Linked DNA regions of Mus musculus: all the other regions are linked to region 5. A link is a contact called in public HiChIP or PLAC-seq and promoter capture Hi-C data. All regions are on one chromosome and are shown on one strand. The core of a region is the stretch at or near the end of the contact, and the rest is flanking DNA. Distances in the headings are between cores, read along the strand shown.

Region 1 (5,090 bases), core at 1,346-3,845, 1.3 Mb before region 5:
AACGCCCACCTAAGCTTGTGACCCTTGCTGCTCGAAAGTAAGCCACAAAAATTCAATCCCCAGAACCCCCCTGGTGGAAGTAGGGAAGTGACTTGTCCTCTGACAAGAAGACAGCTTGTCCTCTGAAGTCGCATGCCCCTCACACACAAATAAATAACTTTGTTTTAAAATAGGTATTTTAAAAAGATACAATCTAGTGCCTGGCCCTAAGAGGATACAAAGGCCCACTTGTTCTTATTTGGGAGCCTAGGTGGAACCCAAGGCCTCAAGTATGCTCAGCAAGCACTCTACACAAAGTTGTAACCACAACCCTCCCTCCTTTTTTCTTCCTGGCTTTTCAAGACAAGGTTTCTGTGTAGTTCTGACTGCCCTGGAACTCACTGTGTACAACAGACTGGCCTCAAACTCAGAGGTCCACCTGCTTCTGCCTCCCAAAGGCTGGGATTAAAGGTGTACTTACCACCTAGCTTCCCCTTTCCTTTCTGATCCTCAGTTTACCTTTCTGAAAAATGGGTTACTACTGGTAGCTCCTAGATCCATCCATTCTATCCTCCCTGTGGATAATGAAGATTCCCCAACTCAGAGACTCACCAGAATGTAGTCAGCCCACATGTCCCTAGCTGACTTCAAGGCTGCTTGGCGCAGTTTCATGACATGCTCGTAGCGGGAATCGGACCAGTGTTTGGGGCCTTCTTCGTCTGGGTAAGAGCTGCAAAGGAATAGCTATGGTGTGCACATTATAGGGCACCGTGGGGACCCAGAGAGCACAGTTACAGGGGATCATAGAGGACTTCACAGAGGTGGCAGGCAAGTGGATCTGAAGACCTCTGTGTGGAGCATGGGAGGGGGACAGGACACAGGGGCCTAAATGCCAGCCCAGCATGTGCAAGGGTCCAGAGGCACAAAAGCTACTGGCAAGCTGAAACCCAAGGAAAGCTCTGCATGGCTGGGGAGAGCCTGGGGCCACCGTAGTGCCTCTGAGAACAGGAGCGTGAGCATGCACACACATTATTGCACACTGTCCTACAGGTTCTGAGCCTGATGCAGTAGTGCTGGGTGATTCTAGCACTCAGGAGACTGAGACAGGAGGCTGGCAACTGCCTCAGTCTGAACTACACAATAAGACAGGCTGGCAACTGGCCTCAGTCTGAACTATACAGTAAGACAGGCTTATCAGGAAGTTAAACAGGAGAGTGGATGCTGGCAAGACCCTAGACACAGCAGTAGGTAGCCACCAGACACAAAGGAATTCAGCCACAAAGGTGTGGCAGCTGTGTCCAAAGTTGCACAATGGAGTGAAGGACAACGGGACAAAGGTCTGCTGAGAGGATAGGGACCTGGTGGGGAAGCTGACGATAGAACTGGAGCATTCTAGATCCTACCTTCCCAAGCTTCAGTACTCCAGTCGGGGATTTGAGGCTCACCTGGGTTCCTCTGCCGGTCGCCACTCCACAGAGTGGTATAAACCCTTCACTGCCACCAGCCACTCTCGAAGTATGGCTGAAGTGTTGTCAGTGTTGTGATCTGTGGCCACCCTGTGAGCACAGACAGGACAAGATGATGGCACTGGGGGTTTCCCAACCTGGCTCAGACCCATCAGCTATAACACCCTGGATAAAACTCGCTACACTCCAAGCCTGTTGCCCATCCATCGGTGACAGGGGAGTAAAGATGACACCCAGCTCACTAGTACACAACTGAACAGAACCTGCTGGTTTGGAAAGCACATTGGTGTGAGACCCTGTCACAAAGATAAGTTCATTAACTTTGTTAGCGTGGAATGCTGGCCCGAGCCTCAGGAATCTTATCTGGAAGTCCCGGAGTTCGCTATAAGGGTCTGGAAGCACCAGCCTGGCCCATTCTAAGGAGTCAGAGGTTCTAGGATGGTAGCTCGCTGTGAGGGCTGGCAGCAAATCAGAACAGATTCCTAAGTACCTGAGGGGAGGAGGCAGCAGCTTGGGGTCCCAAGCCGCAGTGGGGACGAGCCCGGGCACTATGGATATAGAGCCGAGCCCCCTCAAGTGCGTAATCCCTGGGGTACATAACTCAGGTCCTCAGAAAGAGGACCGAGTCTCCGCAGCGCACAGCCGAGCCCAAGTGCATAGCAACCTCCCTCCGGTAGAGACTTGAGTCCCGCCTAGTCCCGGTGCACCGCGCAAGGGCCCGCAGCTCACCACAGCGCCGTGCGCTCCCGTGGGTGGCGCAGCTGCTCCAGGGCGCCCAGCGTGGCGGGCAGCGCGGGTGCCGCGTTCCGCGCCAGCAGCGCGATGAGCACGCGCGGCGCCTGTAGCGGGGACTCGGGGCTCCAGCGCTCCTCTGGAAAGTAGCCGTCCGCGCCGCGCGGGCCGCCCAGCGGCGGCAGCAGTAGGAGCAGTGGCAGCAGCGGCAGCCCGCGTGACCCGCGTGGCAACGCCGCCATCGCGCCACGCGTCGCCTTTAAGCAGCTTTTCTGCCGGGGGACGAGGGCCGCGCCTTAAAGGAGTCGGCGGCGGGAAGGACACATCCAGGTCCCACCCCTGACACGCTCCTTAAAGGGAAGTGGCCCGCGGGTCATACTGTGAGTCCTGGAGAGAGGCATGACAAGGCTACGCCTTTAAAAGCTTCCACTGCTTTCCGCCGACCGCAATAACCCGGTCACAAGACGTCACTTGCGGGGAGGTTCCGGAAGCCCCGCCCCTAGCTCGAGCTTTAAAGACACAGACAGTTCTTTGACCACGCCCTGAGAGTGTTCTGTTTTGGAGCCCTCTAATCTCACGCGGTGGCTCTTTACAGAAGCTTCTTCTATTTAGAACCATGTCATCTCAGTTTCCAAGGTTGCGACATGGTTATTTTTGTTTGTTCGTTGCTCCATTTAAGAAGCCATCGAGCCGGGCAGTGGTGGCCCACGCCTTTAATCCCAACACTTGGGAGGCAGAGGCAGGCGGATTTCTGAGGTCATGGCCAGCCTGGTCCACAGAGTGAGTTCCAGGACAGCCAGGGCTACACAGAGAAAGCCTGTCTCGAAAAATCATTAAAAAAAAAAAAAGCCAGCGAAATGGCTCAGTGGGTAAAATCGCTTGCTACCATGTCTGAGGATCCAGAATCCTCAGTCCCCAAATTGTATTGCCCTCTGGCCTTCTTAAAAATGGCTTGTGTGGGGCTGGTGAGATGGCTCAGCGGGTAAGAGCACCCGACTGCTCTTCCGAAGGTCCAGAGTTCAAATCCCAGCAACCACATGGTGGCTCACAACCATCCGTAACAAGATCTGACTCCCTCTTCTGGTGTGTCTGAAGACAGCTACAGTGTACTATTGTTATAATAACAAATAAATCTTAAAAAAAAAAATGGCTTGTGTGCGCCCCTTCCTGCTCTTACTGTTGTTTTCATTTTCTGTGTTTCAGTGTTTTGCCTACATGTACGGCTGTATAACGTGTGTGTGTGTGTGTGTGTGTGTGTGTCCCTGTTCTCCAAGGAGGTTAAAAGAGGGCATCAACTCCTCTAGAACTGGAGTTGCGGATAGTTGTCAACCACTGTGTGGTGTTGGAAATAGAACACCACTCAGGTCTGAGCACCTTTACCTACAGAACCATCCCACTAGCCCATTTCTCCTGGTTTGTTTTTAAAACAGGTTCTTACTCGGCAAGCTCACTCTATAAATTCACAGCTATACTTCTGCTTCATTCTCCTGTGTTCTGGGACAGGCATATACCACCAGGCCAGCAGACTGGTAAAATCCACATAGATTTTCCTACTCTGGTCCCTAGCCTCTAGAGGACCCTAGGGTCCACAAGACATCTCCTGATAGGTTATTTCTCCACCACTGGTGAAATGAGCCAATTTATGCCAGATTCGATTATATTAAAGATGGGTAGTTTTACTGGGGAGCTGCACTCGCTGACTGGCCCCAAGGATTGAGTGACATCACGGTGGGGGAAGGGAGAATGAGAAAGGGTGTGTACAACCACCACCCACAATGTCCTTCTGTAAAAGGAGTGATTCCCATTTGAACCCAGTTGAGTAGGTTTTCTGGAGACACTGATCATGTTTCCATGGGAACTCTTCCAGGCTTTTTTGTTTTGTTCTGTTTTTCTGAAACAGGGTCTCTCTGTGTAGCTCTGGCTGTCCTGGAACTCACTGTGTAGACCAGGTCTGGAACTCAGGAGATTCTCCTGTCTGTGCCTCTGGAGTGCTGGGATTAATAGCATGTGCCACCATGTCCCAGCCCTTCCAGGGTATATTTGCCCATAATCATGCTAACAACATTTATAAATAGTAATTCTTAGCTAGTTAGTGCTGGTAACCTGTCACTCCCAGGTCCAGATAAGGTTTCAAGATCATCCTCAGCTACCCAGAAAGGTTCAGGGAAGCTGGGGCTACAGGAGTGTACGTTTCAACTGAAAAACAAAAGAAAATGAAAAAAACAACAATAAACTTTTCTCCAGGTTTGGGATTACTCATCTAAAATCCCAACCCTTGGGAAGCTGAGACAGGAGGATCCCTGGGAGTTGGCCACTTGCCTTGGTTATAAAGTATCCAGACCTGTTATCATACAAAGAAATGTCTGGTACTCCCTCAAGTCAAACACATGTTTGTGTATTTCTGGAAAAGAAAGTACTCATTCTGAGGGGTGGCAGGGCAAGCTAACAGGTCAATGTTGGGGCACATATATGAGTGTCAGTTTGAGTGCATGTTTGAAATTTTTTATTTAAAAAAAAAATACAAAAACTACAAGACCCTTAAAGTCTATACCCTGGGGCTGGTGAGATGGCTCAGTGGGTAAGAGCACCCGACTGCTCTTCCGAAGGTGCAGAGTTCAAATCCCAGCAACCACATGGTGGCTCACAACCATCTGTAACAAGATCTGATGCCCTCTTCTGGAGTGTCTGAAGACAACTACAGTGTACTTACATATAATAAATAAATAAATCTTTAAAAAAAAAAAGTCTATACCCTGTAGACTTCATGAAATCTCAACCTACGGAAGTAAACTAAAATGACAGCCGGTGCTGGCAACCAACAGGTGCTCTCAAAGAAGGCAGTGGGTCACATTCTTGCATGCCTTGATTCTGGAATTAGCGTCTGCATTGTAGCCTGGGTCACAGTGGACACTG
Region 2 (5,794 bases), core at 2,765-5,264, 1.3 Mb before region 5:
TGCTTCCCTAAAGCATGCCAAGTTCTGTTCTCAGATGCCCCTCCTGGTGGGTGCCTGGGACCCAGAGCATCCACAAGTCCTTTAACACCACACACAGCAGGTCAGGCCTCTGTCTGAGAGAGGATGACGTGAGGAAACAGATGCCAGGAATGGAAACGTGAAGAGATAGCAGGTGTGATGCAGACGATGAGGCAGAAGACTGGCAGAACAAACCAATATGTGCCACACAGCTCACTGGTGGAGCTCCTACCTAGAATCCCCCAGTGAGGGGCTGGGGACACGACTCAGGGGTGGAACATTTGCATAAGCACCAATACCTGAGATTTCATCCCAGTTGCCATGTAAAACAGCTGGATGGAGGTAGGAGTATGGCTGGGTTGTTACTGGCCACCAGCATAGCTCCTTCTCTGGCCCTACCCATGTAGGACACGAAGAAGACACCAACAGGCCATTGTAGCACATGTGTGACAATCCCACCACTCAGGAGGCCAAGGCAGGAGGATTGCTGCCAGTCTGAGCCAAGCCTGGTCCACATAGAAAGTTTCAGACCAGCTCAGACTATACAACTAAACCTTGTCTTACAAAATAAATTTTAAAAAAATTTTAAGAAAAGAAGAAAAAGGCAACTGTTGGGTTCTGTTACAAATAGTTCAAAGCACATGGAACATAGCAATATTTGTGAGAAGCAAGAAGCAGCAAAATAAGGGAATTAAATTTGGGGGGCAATAGGGAGCCTGCAGGGCCTGTCATCCTCCATTCTGTCCTGGAGTGGCCTCACCTCTGCCTTACTGCTGAAAGCTAATTAAAATTTTTTAAAAAGTGAAACGGGTACTCTTTTTTTTTTGGGGGGGGGGGTCGAGTCAGGGTTTCTCTGTATAGCCCTGGAACTCACTTTGTAGACCAGGCTGGCCTCGAACTCAGAAATCCACCTGTCTCTGCCTCCCAAATGCTGGGATTAAAGGCGTGCACCACCACACCCGGCGAAACAAGTACTCATAAGAATTGGAGCCCTTGGGCTGGAGAGATGGCTCAGTGGTTAAGAGCACCGACGGCTCTTCCGAAGGTCCTGAGTTCAAATCCCAGCAACCACATGGTGGCTCACAACCATCCATAATGAGACCTGATGCCCACTTCTGGTGCATCTGAAGACAGCTACAGTGTACTTAGATATAATAATAAGTAAATCTTTAAAAAAAAAAAAAAAGAATTGGAGCCCTTAGGATTCCCGAGTTTGTAGGTTTGGATTCAAAAACACAAAGTCATTTGTTATAATCCCTCTTTTGCAGATGGCAAAACTGAGGCACCAAGAGTTGGGAGATATGGGGGTGGAATATTGGGAATGGAACCTAGGACACTGTGCAATCCAGTCCCCCCAACACACATACACTGTGGTATCCTAGGCAGCGGTGTGTAGGGGTTGAGTAAGACTGTCCCCTATAGGCTCATCAGGAAGAGGCACCATTAGGAGGCATGGTCTTATTGGAGGAAGAGTCACTGGGGCTTTGTAGTTTCAAATGCTTAAACTAGGCTCAGAGTTTCTGTCTTCTTGCTGCCTGTCGATCCAGATGGAGAAATATCATGTCTGCCTGGGCACTTCCAGGTTTCCATGGTGATAGTGGGCTAAACCTCTGAAACTGTAAGACAGCCCCAACTAAATGTTTACTTTTGTAAGAGTTTCCTTGGTCAAGTTCTCTTCACAGCAATAGAAGACTAAGATAGGATAGGGTCTGCCCCTGAGTCATGTCCAGCCAGTCACAAAATATTCTGGGTAAGACCTGAATGAGGCTCCTGTCCCAAACACTCTGTGCTCTAGGAAACTTCTGCCTTGTTCTAGGACAGAGATAGCTGGAGGTCAACCTGGCCTTACATAGATTTTTGAGGCTTAACAGGAGGAGCCCAGTAGGTTGTATGGAGGACAGTGAGCATGGCAGTATTGAAAACAGGAGCCGGGCTGGAGAGATGGCTCAGCGGTTAAGAGCACCGACTGCTCTTCCGAAGGTCAGGAGTTCAAATCCCAGCAACCACATGGTGGCTCACAACCATCCGTAACAAGATCTGACTCCCTCTTCTGGAGTGTCTGAGGACAGCTACAGTGTACTTGCATATAATCAATAAATAAATCTTAAAAACAAAAAAAAAAAAAAGAAAACAGGAGCCAAGGACACTAAAGGAAGGAGCTCAGGCTGCGAGGAGCTGGCTCACAGGTGGGAGTGGAGGCTGCGCAGCGCAAGACAGGAGGCTTAGCTGTCTGGGGCAGTTCACTCAGGGCCACCCCTATAAACAGTGAGGAGGAGTCTAGAATTTACACCAACACATAATTAGCTCAGCATGTGAGCAAGCATGAAGGTCACTCTGCAAAGGGGGAAGGGGGCAGGGGAATTGAGCATCTCAGTGGTTAGGAGTACTGGCTCCTCCAGAGGACCCAAGTTTGATTCCTAGCACCCACAAGGTGGCTCAGCACCACTGCAACCCCTGTGTCAGTGACCTGACACCCTCTCCTGGCCTGTGTGGGCACCAAGCACTGAGGTGGGACACAGACATACAAGCAGAACAGTCACAAATGTAAAATAAATGCAAATAAATTTTAATTAGAGCAGCAGAGGGCTGTGAAGATGGCTGGGTAGCTACCATGCTCCTGAGGTGCCTAAGGGAAGTGGAGGTGCCAGGGTGGCCGCCATTCTGTCTCCAAAGCCTACAGGAGGAGCTGCTGATACATACCTCCAGGCCCTTCTCCAGGAGCTGCCAGTCTAAGCTGTGAGCTTAGGGCCAGTAAGACACTGCTACCAACAGCTACAATGATGAATAAGTGACCTGTGCATGAGGAACAGCATCCAGGGTTGTTCACTGGGCTTACATGCACAGGTGTGTGTGCTCAGACACACTCACATACACACACACTATCAGATACAGACACATACACTCAGACACACAGATACACAAACACACACTCAGACATAAACACATACAGACACACTCATACACACACACTTATACAGACACAGACACACAAGCACAAACACACTCACATAGACACATACAGACACACTCACACACACAGACACATGGACACACACAAACATACTCACATGCACACACAGGCACATGCAAACTCTGTCTTACACACACACACACACACACATTCCACACATGGAAAAAAATCAAGAAGCTCTGCACAATATCCCAGTGAGCTCCTCCTGCCAAGCCTGAAGCCATGAATTCTATTCCTGGAACCCACATAGTGGAAAGAGAATCAAGTCTGGAAAGTTGCCTTCTGATCTCCATGGGCGCTGTGATATGTGTGTGCCTCATTTCTACACACATAAACAATGTAATGTATAAAAAAAATTTTAGATTTATTTTGCTTTCTGTGCATGTCTGTGGATGGTTGGGAGCTACCATGTGGGTGCGAGGAACAGAAGGCTGGGGTCTCTGGAAGACCAGCTGGTGCTCTTAACCTCTGGGCAGCTCTCCAGACCCAATAAACGTGTGTTTTTTGTTTGTTTTGGTTTTTAGAGATAGAATCTCACTATGCAGACTAGGATGGCCACAGACTCGCAGAGATCTATTACGTCCATGGCCCGCAAGAAGTAAAGTTATAAAATGGGCAGAGATATGTGCCTGTGGTAGAGTATATGCCTCATACGGGGAAGGTAAGGCACATGTCTCGCAAGTGTCAGTACCCGGATTAAAAAACAAACAAAAAAACCAATAAACAAACAGCTTCCTGCGGCACTGAAGATGGGGAATTGACAGCAAATAGCAGTTCTGTTACCCAGGAGAATGTAAAACAAGAGCACAGGTTAGGTGGCTCAGAGAGGAAATAGAAACGTGGAGACCTAGGTAGGTGGAGCACGGACAGAAATACTCATCGAGGCTGAGCCAGAAAGCAAAGGGCTTTGAAACAGATACGACCTGGCCTGGACTCCCCGCAGTTTACGAGCCCTTTAAGGCGTCTGCCCGGCCCCGCCCCGTCACGCGTCTCCGGCTCCGCCCACGCCGCAGCGTCAGAGCGCGTCAGGCGCTGTCCGCGCCCCCGGTGCTGAAGCGACATGGCCGGCGGCCGGGCCCCGGCATAAGCCCTGAGCCCCGCGCTGCACCCGCCGCGCTCTAGCCGCCTGGAGTCATGTCTCTGCTGTGCGTGGGAGGTAGGTTCTGCGTGGACGCGGGAAAAGTGCGGGGTGTGCGTGGATGAGCCGAGTCGGGCTGCACAGCAGGGGGACCCCCGGTGCGCGCTTCAGGGCGCACTTGGATCAGCCCTAGGTGCTCTTCCTGTCACTCACACGAGTGGATGAGGGACTCGGGGCGCCTGTGTAGACGGTTTATAGGCCCTGGTTGGGGCTGAGGAGACGGCGGACCGTGCGCGCGAGGGTGGGGCGTTTAGGGGTAATGGGCCCGGACTGAGCGTAGGAGCAACCTCTCCGATCCCCAGTATGCCCTAAACAGTGCAGCAGGCTCCGCGGAAGCTCGTGGCTCCCTCTTCGCCTCACCCCTAGGGCTGGAGGAAGGGAAGGAGATGTGGGGGAGCAGCTATTTTGGGGCCAAAACGCCATCTGCACCGAGGCCCACGCCCAGGCCCACGCTCCGCATTTGGAGAGTAGGGAGGGAATAACGGGAGAGGTGTGACCCCTGCACCCCTCGAAGTTCCGGGTGGGGCTAGGCACGGCTGCCAGGTAACTCTACAGCGGGAGACCTTGGGCGACCGACTGGCCATGTAGCGATGCGTGCCGATACCGTTGTGAGCTCTAGGTTTGGAGGGTGGGGGGTGAACCCCCTACTCCCTTTCCCCTTCCCACCTCCAGGAAGCTGTGTAAGGAAGAGGGCGAGTCTCCATCCCCTCAGAACCCAGGCGGCGGGAGACCTGGGCGGCGGTGTGCGGATTTGAGCTCCGCGGCTGTGTAGCCCTAGATGGCCCCGCCCCTCTGCCCCTCCCCCTCCCTGTCCCCCCCTCCCCCTCCGCTCGCTGCTCCATTCACAAACCCGGCCCAGCCCGCCCGCGCCCCGCGGTGCATCGCTCTAGTCTGTTGGACGCGGGTGTTCTTAAAGGAGCAGGAACTCTTTTCTCTGACCCTGTGCCTCGAAGGTTCCGACTGCCCAGGATTACTGGGTATCCGCGGCTTCCAGACCTGGGAAGTAAGCGGAGCTGAACGTGAAGGGGATCCTCACCTCGGGAGCTCCCTGAATCCCGTGTCCTCCCATCCTGCCTCCTGGGGCGGGGGGGGGGGGGCGCGTCACCCCAACTCTGACGCAAACCGGAGGCTCAGCTGTGGGGGTGGAGGGCGTGCAGCCTAAGAAAGGAGGCTTCCAGAAAGCCAGGCCCAGGAGACATTTGTACTGAATTCCCTGGATACCATGGTGGGCAGAACAGGGAATGAAGGGTAGGGCTCTGGGGAGAGGAAACAGGCAGAGAGGTAGGGAGGTGCAGGTGGGGCCTGAGTGGGGCGCTGGGCGTGGTAAAGCTGGGCCTGGAGGTGTCCAGTGGACCTGAACTCACCCTCACAGTCAGGGAACACCTTCATTCCAACCACCCACGACCCTCCCCACGGACGCTTTATGGCTAGGGCTGCCATTGGATATATGGGGGCTCCAGGCTCCTCTGCAATGGAAGCTTCCATGTTGCAGATACAGATCTAGATTGTACACACAGGATGCTAAGGAACGTTTAGTATATACACATAGATAGGCAGGAGCTGAGGCTCAGTATGCATAGTGCTTGCTACAGTGCTCATAGCTCAGTTGGTACAGTGCTCATAACTCGGTTGGTATAGTGCTTGCAGCTCAGTTGGTACAGTGCTCA
Region 3 (5,917 bases), core at 1,092-3,591, 1.0 Mb before region 5:
AAGCTACCAAGTGTGTGATGTTCATGGAACCTATAGAAAACTGAGGCAGCAATTTAGAGGAGTGGCCTGTCTGAGGGTCTCCATCCCCTACATCTCCAGCCAAGACCCTCACATACCACCTTCTCTGGACAGTTGACCCTTGGTGTTCGAATCTGGACCTCAGATGCTGATGCTGGTACTTGCCAGGGCTTAGGCCCGGCTCCTGGGACACTGGCTGCCCCGCCATCTGCAGTGGCTGCCTCACCCTCGCCCTCGCTGCGGCTGCCCACACTGGCTTGAGCTCCCAGGGCCCGGTCCTCAGCCCCCTCTGGATTGGATCGAGTGTGAGGCCTGGGCTCTGATATCGTCTCCTCTCCTTCTTCTTCCTCCTCTTCCTCCTCCTCCGTGGGGCTGTTCGCCTCTGCCACCTCCATGGTTCCCGAGTGGTTAGATGAAGGGGGGATAGTGGAAGCCAGGATCCTGCCTTAAGAGTTTGTAAAGACAATGGTTACTAGGAAGACAGAAGATGGGCACGAGCCCCTTACGCACAGGAGTCTCTGAGGGCTACAGAATGCTACCATAAGACAGTGTGTCCAGAAACCACCCTCAGGTGAAGTAAGTTTTTTCGTTTTCTTTTTTGTTTGTGACAGCTCCATGTGGCCCAGGCTGCACTCTAACTCTAAAACTATACGGCTTATAATGGCCGGGTACTTCTGTATTCACCTTCCAAGTGCCGGAGTACACCGCCGCACATAGTTTAGGTGGTGCTAGGGACGGATACCCAGGGCCTCATGCAAGCTAGGCAAACTCTTTACCAACTGAGCCACAAGCACTGTTCCAACTGAACTGCTGTTCATCCTTAGCTTTCCGCTGTTTACACAGGACGAACACCCCAGTTGCCTGGTCACTGGGTATTCGACCCATTAAGGCCTCCAGTGGCTCCCACACCTGGGAGACTTGGTTTGTGGAGCCGAAAAGATACAGTTGAAGTTTCCCAAAACTACTTTTCCCCTGAGGCGGCGCCGGTCCGGTCCCTAGGGAAACACAGGAAGCCCAAGTGACCCTGCGATGGATGCGCGGTTTTAGGGGTGGCATCTCGGGACCTCGAATCCCCCACCCCTAAGTCCTCAAGAAGAACGAACCTGGAGCTACAGCAATCCGGGTCGAAGTTAGACCACGGCGACACAAAGCTCACGCGCGTTCACAGTGCCGCAGGTTCCACTCTGTAGCCTGGGCACCGCGGCCAGTCAATCAGGACTCTAGGAAGCCGCCATCTTCCTGGCCGGAAGTTTGTGCGGCGCTGCCGAGACACCTTCTGGGAAATGTAGTTCAGTGGCCCTCGGGACATGGAAGCTGATAGGCTGAGGCGTTCTGGGGGTGTGGCTTGGAGTGGCTGGAATGGGGCTGAAGATGGGTAATACTGGGAGTGGGTGTGATCTGTGGTGGATAGAAGCAAAATTGGGCGTAATTTGTAGTTCCGGTTTAATCACGCTATGGTTCTCAAGGCTTCTGCTGAAATAGGACAGAAGCCTGAGCTGGGCGGGGCCGTTTGATGATTGACGGGGTAGGACTTGGCTTGGACTTGCCAAAGGCCTTCTCAGTTACTTATGTAACTTAGGTTGGCATTCATTCACTAGTACCTTGATGAGGACTGGTGGTGCACACCTGTCATCCCAACACTCCAGAGACCCGGAGACGAAGATCGGGCGTTTAGACCAGGCTGGGCTAAATGAGACGCTGTATAAAAACTAAAATGTAAAGAAAAAGTAAAGAAGGCAGCAGACACACTGTGGACAAGCTTATTGTTGCCAGTGCCTCCAACCGCCTGATGCAGCAGTTCAGACTCATTGAAGAGAAACGTTGTGGGCTACTGAGCAGGTGCAGGCTCTTGCCACCAATCCTGAGGGGCCTGAGTTCGATCTCGGAGACAAGTAGGACCACCACAGACAAAGATGAGTAAAGCAAAGTAATGAAAAATAAAAGCTGTGCAAATGCTGAAGCCAACTCCTACAGTTTTGGTTTTTTTTTGGTTTTAGAAACACACACACACACACACACACACACACACACACACACACACACACACAAAGACCTTCACATTAGAGCGAGTCCTGGTGAACAGGGGACACAAAAAATCCAAAATGAAAATGGAAGGTTTGGCCTCGGGTAAGGGGATACTGATATCTTTAGAGCGGGACAAAGGTCCTGGTCCTCCATCCTCCTCCCGTTCTGGAGGAAGCCGGCATCCTGGAGAAGGAAACGAAACAATAACTGTCCATGTGATCAGGGTAGGGGGGCTTCCTGTTTCCCAGCCCCTCCCGGGCCACTTTTGGCTATCGCAGCCTCAGTAGCCAGTGGCCAGAATGGCTTGAGATATGCCCTGGATCTCAGGCCTTTCCCAAGGTGCTCTGGAGAAGCAGAGAAGAGCGCAGCAGGGTCAACCCCCAGGGTGAGGGAGTTTGATGCTAAGAGCCGTAGGAAGAAAGAGGATTTTAGGGTCCCTACCCAATGCTTCTATGGGGGGTGGGGCACAGATAAGAGAAACGCCTTCAGACAGCTGAGGGGAGAAGAATGCCCAGTAGAGATGGGGGATGGGGGAGTAAGGAACAAGTAGATAGTTAGTGGGCACTATTGGAGAGGTATATGAATATTTAAATGTGTCAATCGGAGTAGACACCCCAAAAATCCTACAGGAAACAAAAAAACAAAAAACAAGGATTCTAAGGTGACGAAGGCAAGAACTGAAAGCAGACTGTAGTGACAGAGGCAATGAGTGCCCGGGCCACACGGCCCCGAAGCCGTCGAGGGAGGCATCCTCTGCCTGTAAGTGTGCCCCTCTTCCTGCCACACTCAGTCCCATGGATCCTGGGAACCCAGGCCTGCTAGGCTCAGAGCCCGTGGTGGTGTAGGGGAGTCCTCCACAGGTGGAGCTGGATATGATGGCCAAGAGACTGTGTGTGTGTGTTGGGGGGAAACGGGGTTCATTCACAGGGGGAGCTAGACCCTGTAGCTGAGAGCTCAGAGGAAGTAGATGCCAACAATGGACGCTTCGAGACTAAACCTGAGCTGCATCAGGAATACCTTGGTCCTGGCCTTCAGAGCCCAAGGAACTGGTAGGATGCATTTAGTATGTACCCTATATTCTAGCCCAACACCCCAACACCCCCCCTGCACAAAGCTGCCTCCTGCCACTCACCTGCCCATTGCCTCTGCTGCCTGCCTCTCTCCTCTTCCTGTTTATCCTCCAGCCATGCCGCTCATTCCCTACTCTACCTTCCTAGCGACCCTAGGGTTAGCCCTCCAGGTCTCTTCTGAGCCTCAGGTGGCTGGGGTTCCCCCACTATCTTCACAGGATCAAGGAGGGTTGTGATGTGGGATCCCATGCGGTTCTATCCTTGAGCCCAGAAGAACAGTGCGAGCCTGAGGTGGAAGCCCACCAGGTCCTGCAAGAAGCCCCCCTGGATAGTGGCCCTGCTGAGATATCAGTACCCAGTGTGTATGAGACCTTGCAGTGCAGGCTGAGCTCCCTTGAGGCAGTTGTAGCTGCCTTGCGCCACCACTCGCTAAGCTTTCCAAAGTCAGTGGAAGCAGAAGACAGAGACCAGGGGGCTCCGGGGCCCTTTGGTGATGAGAAAGAAGACGCAGGACCTGGACAGCAGGAGGCTGCTCGCCTCATAGAGAGGAACGCCTGGCTGCGGCTAGCCCTGTGCAACCGGGAGGATGAGCTGGCATGCACTCAGGCTTCACTGCAGGACGCCCAGGCAGAGAAGGAGACTCTGCAGAGACAGGTAAGCTGGTGACTGGGGAAGAGGCAGATCCAGCCTTGGGAGCAGACACACTGATGTGGAACAGTGACAGATGTGCCAAGGAAGTGACCAACAGAGACAGCACAGTGAGAGGGAGAGCAAGGAAGACAGGCAGGCTGCACCCCATGATCTTAACACTCAGGAAGTCCAAGAGGGACAGTCTCCACTCAGGTGAGCCCTGGCTAAGACCAACTTTGTTCTCAGCTGTAGACTGAGTCCAAGGCTAGCCTGGATTACAGACCCTACCTATGTCAGTTGCACTACACACACACACAAACACACACACTAATCCTGTCTTGGGGGGTGTTTTTTATTTTTCGTTTTTTCGGATACAGAATTTCTCTGTGTAACAGAGCCCTGGCTGTCCTGAACTTACTAGGGTAGACTAGGGTGGCCTCAAAATCACAGAGATCCACCTGCCTCTGCTTTCCCAGTGCTGGGATTAAAGGTGTGAGCTATGCCAGACTTATTTTAGGGTTTCTATTGCTGTAATAAAACACCTCAACCAAAAGCAACTGGGGAGGAAGAGATTTATTTCATCTTAAGACTCTCAGGCCACACTCCATCACTGAGGGAAGCTCGGGCAGGAACCTCAAGGCATGGAGGGATGCTGCTTACTGGCTTGCTCCCTATGGCTTGCTCAGCCTGCTTTCTTATAGAACCAGGACCAACAGCCCAGGGATGGCACCACCCACAATGGGCTGGCCCCTCCCTCCCCATCAATTGTCAATCAGAAAAGTGTCCACAGGTCCATTTCGGGGAGCATTTTCTCAATTGTGGTCCCTCTTCCAAAATGATTCCAGTTGATGTCAAGTTCACACGAACCACCACAGATCCTGAGATCACTGTGGCTGGAACAGAGTGGGAGAGATGAAGGCGCGTGGGGGAAGGCCACAGTATGCAGGGTGTTGAAAGCTAGTGTGCTCTGGTGTGTGGTGGATTCTGAGGGGAACTGACCTGCTGCAGGCGTTCACTTGTGCCATCTGATGACTGTGAGCGGAACAGTCTGGCGGTGGACCATAATCCTGAAGGTGGAGGAGGGGTGAAGTGGCCCGGGGCGTTTAGTGGAGGTGACCAGAAACCTACAGATTATGGGTGATGTTAAACCCAGATATGGTGGGACAAGCCTGTAATGATAAGGACTTCAGAGGCTCAGATGAGAGGATCACAGTTTAACACTAGCTTTGACGAGATAGGCAAATGTCTCAAAACAAAACTAGGACAAGTAGGGATACAGAATCCTCCAGTCAGGGCTGTGGGCGTGACTGGGGGGGGTAGAGTGACAGCCTAGAATCCTCCAATGAGGGGCTAGGGGCGTGGCTTAGCACAGCTTTCAGAGACTTCTCACAACAACAAAAATGAATTCTCCTGAATGTAGTGGGCACACTTGAAATCTCAACTACTTGGGAGGCTGAAGTGGGGGGTGGCTTCAGTTGGGGAGGTATAAATGACTAAAAATTTAGAAAGGAATAAAGTGGAGAGGGCTGGAGAGTTGTCTCAGCAGTTAAGAGCACTGGCTGCTCTTCCAGAAGACCCAGGTTTGATTCAAAGAATCCAAGTGGCATCTCACAACTGACTCTAGTTCTAAGGGACCTGACACCCTCACACAGACACACATGCAGGGAAAATGCCAATGTATATAAATAAAAAAATTAATCTTAAAAATATAAAAAACGTGGTGATCGTCCTGTGTCCCCCATCACCTTGCCAGTAGCTACACTCCCCTAGTTAGGCCTCTGTGGCAGCTGGGGACCGTTCCAGGCCACATTGACGGGGCTGCTGTTGCTGTAGAGAATTGGTTGAATATGTGAAGCCATGGCCTGATCCCCTATCACTGGCAGGTACAGGAGCTGGAGGATTCCCTGATGCAGATGGAGGCCTCCCCACCTACCCCCATCCTCAGAGCAGGGCGTAGAAACAGCAACTCCAGTACTTCTGGGGCAGAAAGGAGACCCTGGGTACCTCAGGTAAGCCTAAAGTCTTCTGAGTCCAAGTCATGATGTTCCCAGCATTCCCAGTGTGAGTGGTAACCGTCAGTTTGTGCTTTATGGGATGCCATAATATTGTGTGACAAAAAGTTTTCCTGGGGAAACACTACACACATCAACTGACCACAGATGGGGAGCCTGTGG
Region 4 (5,863 bases), core at 487-2,986, 2.0 Mb before region 5:
AGCGCGCGAACTTCCAGCCGCATCCTTCCCAGTTGCAATGATAAGGCTTCTCACCTGCATCAGAGAGGAATGACATTGAGCCTCAATTTCCCCGAAAGCCTGCTCTGGGCACCCTGCACCGGATAGCACTGCCCTCTCCCTCTCATCTCCATCCCACATCTAATCTAAACAGAGAACCTTGGGCTCCTGAAGCTGACCACTAGCAGGCTCAGGTGCATTCCTCCCCTAACATTCTGAGATTAGGTCTGAATTCCTGATTCTTCTGCTCAGTACTGAGATGACAGGCTCAGGCCACCATGCCAAACTTTATATGCAGTGCTAAGCCCCAGCCCAGCCCTCCACAGCTTCTTAATTATGTCCCGAATTCTTGAGACCTGAGTCCCTCGGAGCCAACCCATTAAACTGCCACACCCCCTTGGCAGTGTCATAGACTCTGGGGACAGTATCCATTTCCCTTCTGGAGGATGGACAGGGTCTTCCTCTGTAACCTAGCCTGTTCCTGAACTCGCGGCCATCCCCCTGCCGCAGATCCCGGGAATGAGGCCAGGCGCCCACCTGTGTGTGTACGCAGATGCGCCTTTAGGTGCGAGCTCTTGGTGTAGGTCTTGCCGCAGTTGGTGTAGCTGCAAGTATGTGTGGCGGCGCGCTTGCGGGGCCAGGAGCGGCGGCCGCGTTTGGGCTTGGCCTCCAGCAGCTCCAGCGGGGACGAGGGCGGCGTGAGGAGACCGCGCGTGGCAGGTGGAGCCAAGCCCAGCGCCGCCGCCGCTGCCGCCGCGTCCTCGAAAAGACCGAAGGCGCCAGGCGCGGGAGGCCCGTAGTGCAACGCGGGGCCGGGACCGCCGAAGCTGGGGCCGGGACCGAAGGGCGGCGGGAACGGGTTGCGGGGACCGGACGCCGGGATGCGCAGGGGGCCGTCGGGGCTGAGCGGCGGCGTGTCCGGGGGCGGCGGGGGGCGGCCGGCGGGACCCCGCATGCATGCACCTGTCGCTCCTGGGGCGCCCTCGAGCTTCAGCCCGCGCGGTCCGTGGGCCAGGCCCGGAGCGCAGCCGTAGCCGCCGCCGTCCACCTCGGGGGGCTCGGCCTTCACTAGCCGCCCGGGAGGCGCGAGGAGGAAGCGGCCGTGCAGAGCCGGCCCCTGAGGCGGGTCCAGGTCGGGGCGCAGCAGCTCTGTTCCCAGGCTGGCCGCGGGGATGCTGTAGGGCGGCGGAGCACCCGGCTCCGGGTAGTAGAAGGCAGGCGGCGGGGGCTGCGGCGGGGGCTCGGGAGGATTTTCGGCGCCCAGACCGTCCAATCCCATGGAGAGGATGAAGTCCAACACGTTGTTTAGGTCCTCATCCGTGCCGCCCGCCTCGGGTTCATTTCGCGGCCAGCGCTGCAGGAGACAGGGCGCGGGACGTGAGTGGGGGTGCCTCCTGCTACCCTGCACCCCAAAGTCTAACAACTAGGCCCTCAAGATCTGCACCCGGTGCACGGCATCCCTTCAGCGCGCGTGTCCTCAGTCCCTGCACCCACCTCCTGTCCCACAGCCTGAAGTCTAACTCCCTGAGGCGGTCAGCACCCTGGACCTTGTCATCTCCAGTACTGGCTCCTGCACCCTGTAGCCTGGTACCTTGCTACCCCGCCGCCCGCGGACCCTCGCTGCCCTCACCTCCTGGAGGCCGCGCTCGCACGGGCTGGCGAAAGTGGCAAAGGACGGCAAGATAGGCTCGCTGAGCGCCATGGCAGGGACTGTGTGTGCTGTGGCCCGGCCCACCCAGGCCTTATAGGCGCGGCAGGCACAGAGGGCCGGGCTAGGAGGCGTCGACGGAAACGCGTCCCGGATGGGGACGAGCTCCGGGCTCAGCCTAAATTTAGCCGCGGTATATAAGCCTGGCGGTGGTGGCTGTGGCGGCTACTGCGGGAGCCCGGACTGCGCTCCTCAAGCCCCGCCCCCGCGGCCGGGCCCCGCCCCCGACCGTCCCTATGGCGACGGCGTCAACAAACCAGGCACAACAGCATAGTTAGCGCGCGCGGGGGGCGGGGGAGGGGGTGGCACCTGGGACTCCGCGGGGAACACGGGTGACGAGGCTTTCCCGGTATCTCCCCAGCCTCAAGCCCCTGGAAACCTGGACCGATGCATGGGGAGTCTGGGGTCACAGTGCTCACCCAGGGAACGCTCTGTGAAATCTTTGTTTAAGCTACCTTGGAAGCTAAGACAAGAAGGATGAAGTTTGGGGCCTGCCTAGAAGGGAGTTGAGGCCAGCCTGGAGCATCGTAGCCCCCTTAATACACACACACACACACACACACACACACACACACACAGAGGGAGAGAGATAGACACAGAGAGAGAAAGAGAGAGAGAGGGAGAGAGAGAGAGAGAGAGAGAGAGAGAGAGATGGGAGGGAGGGAGGGAGGGAGGGAGGGAGGGAGGGAGGGAGGGAGGGAGGGAGGGAGGGAGGGAGGGAGGGAGGGAGGGAAGGAGACACACACACACACACAGAGGCAGACACCATGGCATGGTGGTATATGCTTGTCTTCAGAACATTTAGGAGGTTGAAAGCATTAGGTTCAAGGCCCCTTTGGCTACAAGAGACCGTGTCTTAAAAAAGAAGCAAACACTAGAGGCAGGCATGATGGCTTAGTGTCTGCTTACAAGCCTCATCCAAGGAGCTCAGTTCCCAAAAGGGGGAGAGAATCCGTTCCCATAAGTTGTCCTTAGACCTCACAGTGCACTGGCGCACGTGCAAATACACAATAGCATGTAATAATTACAATTTACACTAGATACATAAATACAGTACTGAGTCTCTGGGACCTTTCACCTCCCACAAACATACACCTCACATAAATCCTTCTAGTGCAGGGAAGAGCTGTTGTCTGACTGTCAAGACTTGCAAGGGATACTCAGTGGGGGATGGGCACATCAAATAAATATGCATAATACCCAAGGGGCCTAAACAGAAAAAAAAAAGGAACAGTGGAAGAGGAGGAAGTATGTGGTGAGCCTGGGGAAGGACATTGGTGCAATTTTGACCTTAACCCCGGAGGCAAACATTGAGGTAAGCTCTGGAGAAAGCAAGAGGGTAATAGAGAGAGGGAGGGCATTGAAGCTGTGACCTGAAACCAGGAGGCTGAGGGGTGCAGTCAAGCTTGTGTAGTTGGGTGCAGTGATTCCAGCAGGAATAGGGGGTGGCAGATTCCACACCCAGCCCCTTGTCCACTTCTGTGACTTTGGAGCAGAAACATTGGCGAACTACAGACACTGGTCTGTAACATCAGCCCCAACTGTCCACAGGTCCTTTCCACAAAACATCAAAGTAGAGAGATCACACACTCATGGAGGCAGAATGTGAGGCTGAAACACTGGCTTGGTTAAGGAAGATCTAACAAGTCCTCTAGGACCGGGGACCCACCTCAGCCTGTCACCACAGAGCGGGGAATACCATGTGTGTTTCACATGGAGCAAAAGTGAGCCATGTGGTGTATTCAGATCTGAACAACACCCTGAGTGTGTGTGTCTCAGTTTCCCGTTACTAAGGAACAAATGATAAGATTTGGGTCATTTCCCAACGTTAAGGATTCTGGAGGAGGGAGTTCTGTTTTTATTTGCAGTGTGTGTGTAATAGGTTTTTCTTATATCTTATAGTCTTTTCTTATATAGTCCAGGATGGCCATCTTCCTGCCTCTGCCTCCAAAGTGCTGGTATAACAGGCCACACCTGCCGGGCGTGTTGGCGCACGCCTTTAATCGCAGCACTTGGGAGGCAGAGGCAGGTGGATTTCTGAGTTCGAGGCCAGCCTGGTCTACAAAGTAAATTCCTGGACAGCCAGGGCTACACAAGAAACCCTGTCTCAAAAAAAACAAAAAAACAAAAAACAAAAAACAAAAACAAAAAGACTGGCCACCACACCACCTGTCCTGGGGATCAGTAGGGGACTGAGTCTGAACACAGGAAGTTTTTTTTTTTTTTTTTAATCATTCCTAATTAACACAAAGTAACATGACAGCCAAATCTGTTCTGTGGTGTTGGGTATAACCCACCCAGTGGTGTTGTAAAGCCTGTGGGAGAGATGAAGAGCTGGCTCAGTGCTTAAGAGTGGTTCCTCACACCCACGTGGGGCCTGTAACTTCAACTCCAGGGCATCCATGGCCTTTTACTACGTGGTTTGAGTATCTGGGGACCCAGATATTCAAGAGCACTAGAACACGCCTGTCATCTCAGCACTGTGGCGAGGCTGCAGCCAGACGATCAATAGATCAGTAGCTCAGAGCCAGAGCTGTGCAGATGACTCAAAAGGATGTTTCAAACTAAGCCTGACAGCTTGAGTTCAATCCCCAGGGGGCCCACAAAGTAGGGGGAGTGAGCTGAAGTGATCCCCCTGGAGCCCACACGCACACGCACGCACACGCACACTGTCAGAGTCTAGCAGTGCCAAGCAGCTCCCAGGCAGGAACCACCTCCTGCACCTCTTTTCATCAGGTGCACATCCCCTCATTTGCACCACACCTATGGCCAGGGGGAGCTTTTGAAATGCGTTTTTTCTCTTTCTGCATATCTTTTCTTTTAGCTCCTCTAAGCCCTTTGTGCAGGCCTCAGTCTTTTGAATAGTTTCAAATGGGTTGTTTTGTTTGCTTCTGGTTGGCTTTGTGTCCTTTGTCTGAACCTATGGCCCTGCTTGGGCCACCAGGTTTGGAAAGATTTTTTTTCCTGGTAGGTGGCCGGCCTTCATATTCTTCAGAGGGCATTATTTGCTGCAGAGCACATTTGACTAAAACATCTAATTTTGTTCATTGCATGTATTTATTTATTCATTTATTTATCAGTGTGTGTGTGTGTGTGTGTGTGTGTGTGTGTGTGTGTGTGTGTGTGTGTACACATACGGGACTTGTGTAAAGTCGAGTCTCTTCCACTGTCTGGGTTCTGAGGTTGAAGTAGGGTTGATATGCTTGGTAGCTAGAACCTTAACCCCATGACCCACATGCCTTTAATCCCAGCACTTGGGAGGGAGAGGCAGTCAGATTTCTGAGTTTAAGGCCAGCCTGGTCTACAGAGTGAGTTCCAGGACAGAGAACCCTGTCTCAAAAAACAAATACAAAAACAAAAACAAGAAAGATGGCATGGTGGCACACGCCTTTAATCCCAAAACAAAAACAAAAACAAAACATCTTGGGCTGCTGTGGTGTGTACCTTTCATCCCAGCACTGAAAGCCATAGGATCAGGAGTTCCCAAGGTGGGTGCTATATGAATGGGGGTGGGGAGGTCACTATTTAGTGTCACTATTAGTGCCTCTGGAGATGCCTCAAGTATTTGGACCACCAGTTCTAGGTTGGAGTCACATGTCCCCCTCTCTCCAAAGCCATTGGCTAGGACATCAGATGCAATCAAATGGTGTAATCATTGATCTGGGCCTCAGTAAAATTTATTATTCTTAGTCGGGCAGTGGTGGCGCACACCTTTAATCCCAGCACTCAGGAGGCAGAGGCAGGCTGACCTTTGTGAGTTCCAGGACAGCCAAGGCTACACAGAGAAACAGAAAAACTTTGTCTTGAAAAACAAGAACAACAAAAAAATTATTGTTAAATTGTTCTTGGCAATTTAGAATATTTATTATTTGAGAACATAACCCGTGTATGCAGTTTTTTCCAGGGTTTTGTTTCTTTACACAAGGTGTCTATGTCACCCTGGTTAGTCCAGAACCTTCTATGAAAACCAGCATGACCCCAGACTCACAGAAAGCTGCTGTCCCGACTTCCTGCTCTTCAAGTGCTAGGATTAATGACCACACACTAGCTATGATGGATTTACTATTATTACATTTATTTGTTTATTGAGGGCCTGGGTCAGTATGGCTGAGCTCTTCCTTAACTGTGAGCCTTGGG
Region 5 (5,215 bases), core at 1,564-4,063:
TATATAAACTACAGGTCTGGCCATTTTTCCTTCCTAACAAAGTCTATTATTTAAAAATAAGAGAAGGAGAAGGAGAAGGAGAAGGAGGAGAAACAGAGTGGCCCCACACTTCCTCTGTGACCTTAGTTTAACAAAGCACACATTGCTGTGACACTGGGACACTATTGAGAAATCTCAGACATGCATAGCCTGAGCACAAGCCTGTGTGTACAGGACATTCGCCACAGGAGCCCTTGACTTCAGACGATGCTAGGTGTGCCTCCTCACCCTCCAGCTTGTGTGAGGCAGGGTCTGTCTCAAAAAACAAAAACAAAATTTTTTTTGGTCTTTTTTTTGTTTGTTTGTTTTTGTTTTGTTTTCTCTGTATAGCCCTGGCTGTCCTGGAACCCACTTTGTAGACCAGGCTGGCCTCAAACTCAGAAATCTGCCTGCCTCTGCCTCCCAAGTGCTGGGATTAAAGGCATGCACCACGCCCGGCTAATTCTTTTCCACCGATTTCAGTGGGACTGAGAGCACACCATGTGCCACATGCAGGATTGGAGGACTCCTGCCTGAGAAGAGGTCTTGAGCAATTACTTGTCTTGTTTAAAGATTTAATTAATTTTTTTTGGGGGGGGGTTCTAGAGACAGGGTTTCTCTGTGTAGCCCTGGCTGTTCGGAACTCACTCTGTAGACCAGGCTGGCCTCGAACTCAGAAATCCACCTGCCTCTGCTTCCCAAGTGCTGGGATTAAAGGCGAGTGCCACCACCGCCAGGCTTAATTTTTTGAGACAATGGTTCTCTTGTTTATCCTGAATCTCACTTTTTTTTTAAAAAAAAGATTTATTTATTTATTATATGTAAGTACACTGTAGCTGTCTTCAGACACTCCAGAAGAGGGCGCCAGATCTTGTTAGGGATGGTTGTGAGCCACCATGTGGTTGCTGGGAATTGAACTCAGGACCTTCAGAAGAACAGTTGGGTGCTCTTATCTGTTGAGCCATCTCACCAGCCCCGGAATCTCACTTTTTAAACCAGGCTGGTCTCGAACTCTCAAAGATCCTACTCCAAAAAGACAACTGAAGTCTGGACTCTGGTGGTTTAATCTTATATCCTGTTGACTGACCCAAGAGGTTGATGAGATGGCTCAGTGGGTAAAGGGGCTTGTCACCAAATCCGAGTTCCATTATTAGGAGAGAACCAATACCTGTAGGTTGTCTTGTGATCCCACACATGTGCTGTGCATGTACAAGTGTGCCCACACACAACTAAATAAATGTACTAAGAATTGAAAAACAACAAAGCAACAGAGAACCTTTTATTGAGCAGTGGCTACAGGCACTACTGTCCCTCTATGGAAGGTTGCAGCGAACTGGGCTAACTAATCCTTGGCCTGATGGAACATTTACTTATCTGTTTTTGTTTGTTTCATTGTGTTTTTTAGCCAAGTTCTAATATACCTCAGGCTGGCCTCAAACTTGCTATACAACTTAGGATGACCTTGAATCCTTGCTCTGTCTCCATCTCCAGAGTCCTGGGAGACTGCGCCTCTACACTCAGCATCTGTTTTTGTGTGTTTTGAGATGATGTAATGTTGGGTGTCCTGAACTTCGCTCTGTAGACAAGGCTGGCCTCAGAGTTACAGAGATCTCCCTGCCTTCGACTCCTGAGTGCTTGGATTTTAAGGAGTGTCCTTACTGGGAGATCCACCCAAGCAGAGGCAGCCACCCTCCTGGGTTTTTCCCTCGCAATAAATCTCGTGTTAGGTTTGTTGTGTGCTGTGACTTTGTTCTATTTCTTGGCTCCCAATTGCCAGGATCTTTTGGAGCACAGCTGAAACACTTTGGGGAACCACCTCCACCCCTCCCCCTGCCCAAGCAGAGCAGATACACTTCTGTGGGGGGAATGCCTTTCCCTTCAGAGCTGCAACACTTACACTTCCTCCACTGAAGAGTGGGAAGGAAACCCAGGGAGGAGTGTTTCTCTAAGTCTCGCAGCTGGCTGTGGATGCTCATCAGTTGGTAGCTTCTGCCTAGCACACAAGAGCCCTTAGTTCCGTGGTCAACATTGCATGTACACCTGTCACCCCACCACCAGGCACTTTGAGGCAGGAGGATTCCCCCGAATTCCAAACCAACCATGGTTACAGTGTGAGACCCTCAATCAAAACCAAAACAGGCCGGAGAAATGGCTCAGAGTTGTGCACCCAGCGCTTACAAGAGGAGCTCACATCCATTCATAACTAGTTCTAGGGGACCTGACCCCTTCTCAGCGATTCCCAGGCTAGCTCGGACCAGTGCGACTTGATCGCAAGACAAAAGAAGCATTTATCTTCACAGGCTTCAGGAGTGCTCGGGGTAGCAGTGACTACCATTTGGCAGAGTCCCCGCTCCCTACTCATTTATTCAATCGATGAATACTGAGAATGGCCACGAGCCAAGTGACAGACGGGGTAACTAAGGTTCAAGGAGTGCAGGTGCGTGGTCCCCGTGCCACAGGCTCCACACCCAAAACCTTCTGGAGAGAGCCTCAATCAGCACCTAACGAACATCCAGCCCTGAAGCCCGGAGGTGAGGACGTCGCATGCGCGCATGCGCACCGCTAGGCAGCAGTTGGGGCGGGGCCAAGTTCGCGAGCCCAGGTCCTTTAGGCGGTTGAAGGCCCGCCTCTTCGCGCAGGCGCACGGCGAGTTCCGCCCTCCCGCTTAGCTCCCAGTGCTCCGGTGCGGTTGGCTACTTTCCGGGAGGAACGCGCGCGCCTGCGCCGGCGTCGGACTCGCGCACGCGCATCTGTGCCGGCGTCCGGCTCGCGCACGCGCACCGCAGCGGTGGCGGCGACGGCGGTTCCTGTCCAGGGGTCTGAGAGCGGCGGTCGGCTTTGAGGCGAGCAGCGTTACGGAGGGGCGCGGCGGCGGCGGCGGCGGCGGCGGCGGCGGCGGCGGCGGCGGCAACTCAGAGCTCAGAACCGGCGGCCCGGCTCTGCTTTCGGAGGCCGACTCGGAGCCCGCCCGGCTCTCAGGGCGGCGGCAGCGGCTACTCCGGATTACGGCCTAGGCCTAGCCGAAGCCTCGGGCTCGAGTGCGGTGAGGCGCCCGCTGAAGGCGCGGCCCGGGCGGCAGGATGAGTGTGGAGGCGTACGGCCCCAGCTCGCAAACACTCACCTTCTTGGACACTGAGGAGGCCGAGCTGCTCGGCGCCGACACCCAGGGCTCCGAGTTCGAATTCACCGACTTCACCCTTCCCAGCCAGACGCAGACGCCCCCCGGCGGCCCCGGCGGCGCGGGAGGCCCGGGCGGAGCGGGCGCAGGCGGCGCGGCCGGCCAGCTCGACGCACAAGTGAGTTGAGCGGCGCATGGCGGCGCCGGAAGCCGGGCGGGCGCGGGAGCTGCGGCGCTAGATCCCAGTTAACCAGCCTTGGGCCCCTGTGAACCTGAGCCAGGTCCCAGTTAGACGGCGCTGGTCCGAGCTACCGGCTTCAGGTCCAGTTAACAAGCCTGGGTAACTGCTTCCTGCTCTGGCTCCTTAAACATTAAGTCCCTATTGGCCAGCTCCAGTTACCCACCCTGGATTCTTGTTTAAACTGCCCAGGTACCCGCCACCTGCCCTAGGTCTCTGGTACCTTATTACCAGATCTGGTTCCCGTTACTTGCCCTTTTCCCAGATCTCTGCTTCCACCCTATTCCAACTACCTCTTCCAGGTCTACCTGCCACAGTCATTGCCACCTGACTCAGGTTCCTGCTACCTGCCCTAGTCCTTGCTGCTCTGGCCCACCCAGCTACCTACCATCTTCTCTGATTCCCAGCCTCTTGTCCCAGCTACTTGCCACCTGTCCTTTTTTCCTCCACCCTGCTAGGCTGGGCAGTGACCTGCATTAGTGTCCCTCCTGTAGCGCAGGATCTGCTCGGCTCAAGGCTTAAGCCAGAGCTTCCCTCACTCCCCTCCTAGGTATGTCTAAGGTGACCTGTCCACAGTTGCTATCCTCTGGACGGACCCACATTGCCCTCCAGGGTCACCTGTTTGGCTAGTCCAACCACCCCATCTCACCCTTTTGCCACTTCATCCACCACCCCCTCCAGCCAGGGTTCAAGTTCAAGTTTGGGTTAGGGGTTCCCTGGAGCAGAGCCAGGGTTTTGTCGCCTCAAGTGGAAATAGCCCACTTTGTGGATGGAGAGGTGACTGCCGGTTTGTTTTTCCTTCTGGGTTGCCTGTTGCTGAAACCGGTGTTATGTAACTCCTAGGCTCTGCTTGGAAAAGTTGGGTTTGAATTTTGTTCCTTACCCACAATGGGTACCACATGGGTGACTGTGCCTTGGGGAGGGGCTTTTGTTTTGAATGATAGGCTGCCGATGTAGGCATTTCAGGTTGGGCCAGGGCCAGGCCCCCTCTGCCTCCCCATCAAATGCTCTCCCTCTCTATGGCTGGCTTGGTGTCAGGCACCTCTTGGCTTTGTTTTCCTGTATTCTCTCGGGGAGGGGGGGGAGCTGCAGGCTAGAGCCACAGGTGTTCTTGTAGTCCATCTGTACTTAGGGCTAGGGAGCCACCACCAGTCTTCAGCAGTGATCTCAGACCGCATTCTGGGAGGGCCTTCAAGCTGGCTGGTTGAGTCATGCCTGTGGGTAGACCACCCACTTGGGCTCATTTTCAGCCCGAATAGAAGGAGAGGGCTGACTCAGCTCCTGTTGCGATGCGGATCAGGTGTGCCAGCTTGTTGTTTCTAGCTGTTTACCTTTAGTGTAAGGAGGTGGGGAGAGGGCAGATTGCCTGGAGGAGTGAGGTGGCCCTGCAAGCTAGTCCTCCTGTTAGTCTCCCCACTGGGTAGACCTTCCTTGTTTCCTTTGGGCCTCATGGACCTGGAGAAGGGCTGTGATGGCGCAGTTGGGGAGACGAGTGGAAGTGGCCTGCTTCATCTCAAGGTCTTTTAGCTCTAGCTAATGTGCAGAGCAGACTCAGGCTGTGCGTGTGCTCACATGGGTGTGCCCTGCTCCGCCAGTTGAAATCATAGATTGAGCCATGAGCTGCCACCCACCTGTGGCCTCTCATCACAAGGAAGGGAGGGAGCGCCTTCAATCCTGTATTCGGAGGACCTGCATCTGTGGGGAGAAAGTGAACAGAATTGGAAAGTGGAGAGAAACTCCTTCCTTGCATACCCAGGGCCCTCTGCCACCAAGAAACATTGATTTTCCTTATTTGTCCTTTGAGGTAAATGGGTCACACAGCCTTTGTTCAGGGGGTCCAA

What was found. Promoter capture Hi-C pulls out the DNA fragments that hold promoters and counts their contacts. HiChIP or PLAC-seq counts read pairs in DNA pulled down with a chosen protein or histone mark.
Region 1: a contact with region 5 is called in a promoter capture Hi-C map of pre-B cells, with 2.3 times the contacts expected there. The contact joins the promoter of Colgalt1 here to the promoter of Upf1 in region 5. A contact is called at or near these places in 2 of 39 promoter capture datasets (liver and pre-B cells).
Region 2: a FOXA1 HiChIP or PLAC-seq map of pancreatic cancer cells shows a contact between it and region 5. The contact joins the promoter of Unc13a here to the promoter of Upf1 in region 5. A contact is called at or near these places in 1 of 39 promoter capture datasets (pre-B cells) and 1 of 115 datasets of contacts at active chromatin or transcription factors (pancreatic cancer cells).
Region 3: a contact with region 5 is called in an H3K27ac HiChIP or PLAC-seq map of embryonic stem cells, with 4 times the contacts expected there. The contact joins the promoter of Ushbp1 here to the promoter of Upf1 in region 5. A contact is called at or near these places in 2 of 39 promoter capture datasets (liver and pre-B cells), 2 of 115 datasets of contacts at active chromatin or transcription factors (embryonic stem cells and pancreatic cancer cells) and 2 of 9 other capture datasets (adipose tissue and liver).
Region 4: a contact with region 5 is called in an H3K27ac HiChIP or PLAC-seq map of microglia, with 7 times the contacts expected there. The contact joins the promoter of Klf2 here to the promoter of Upf1 in region 5. A contact is called at or near these places in 1 of 39 promoter capture datasets (liver) and 1 of 115 datasets of contacts at active chromatin or transcription factors (microglia).

Annotation. Positions count from the first base shown.
Region 1 is chr8:71,608,529-71,613,618 of GRCm38.p6, reverse strand. It overlaps Colgalt1 (collagen beta(1-O)galactosyltransferase 1), which reads right to left and starts at 2,595. Exons shown (of 12, transcript NM_146211.3): 1 at 2,175-2,595; 2 at 1,425-1,535; 3 at 592-709. The coding sequence starts at 2,419.
Region 2 is chr8:71,669,977-71,675,770 of GRCm38.p6, reverse strand. Unc13a (unc-13 homolog A) reads left to right here and starts at 4,014. Exons shown (of 44, transcript NM_001029873.2): 1 at 4,014-4,145. The coding sequence starts at 4,124.
Region 3 is chr8:71,392,225-71,398,141 of GRCm38.p6, reverse strand. It overlaps Ushbp1 (USH1 protein network component harmonin binding protein 1), which reads left to right and starts at 2,341. Exons shown (of 13, transcript NM_181418.3): 1 at 2,341-2,428; 2 at 2,673-2,802; 3 at 2,971-3,092; 4 at 3,332-3,767; 5 at 5,627-5,752. The coding sequence starts at 2,749. It overlaps Babam1 (BRISC and BRCA1 A complex member 1), which reads right to left and starts at 1,287. Exons shown (of 9, transcript NM_026636.2): 1 at 1,122-1,287; 2 at 117-463. The coding sequence starts at 413.
Region 4 is chr8:72,314,935-72,320,797 of GRCm38.p6, reverse strand. It overlaps Klf2 (Kruppel-like factor 2 (lung)), which reads right to left and starts at 1,736. Exons shown (of 3, transcript NM_008452.2): 1 at 1,649-1,736; 2 at 556-1,372; 3 at 1-54. The coding sequence starts at 1,720.
Region 5 is chr8:70,350,877-70,356,091 of GRCm38.p6, reverse strand. Upf1 (UPF1 regulator of nonsense transcripts homolog (yeast)) reads left to right here and starts at 2,813. Exons shown (of 24, transcript NM_030680.3): 1 at 2,813-3,314. The coding sequence starts at 3,099.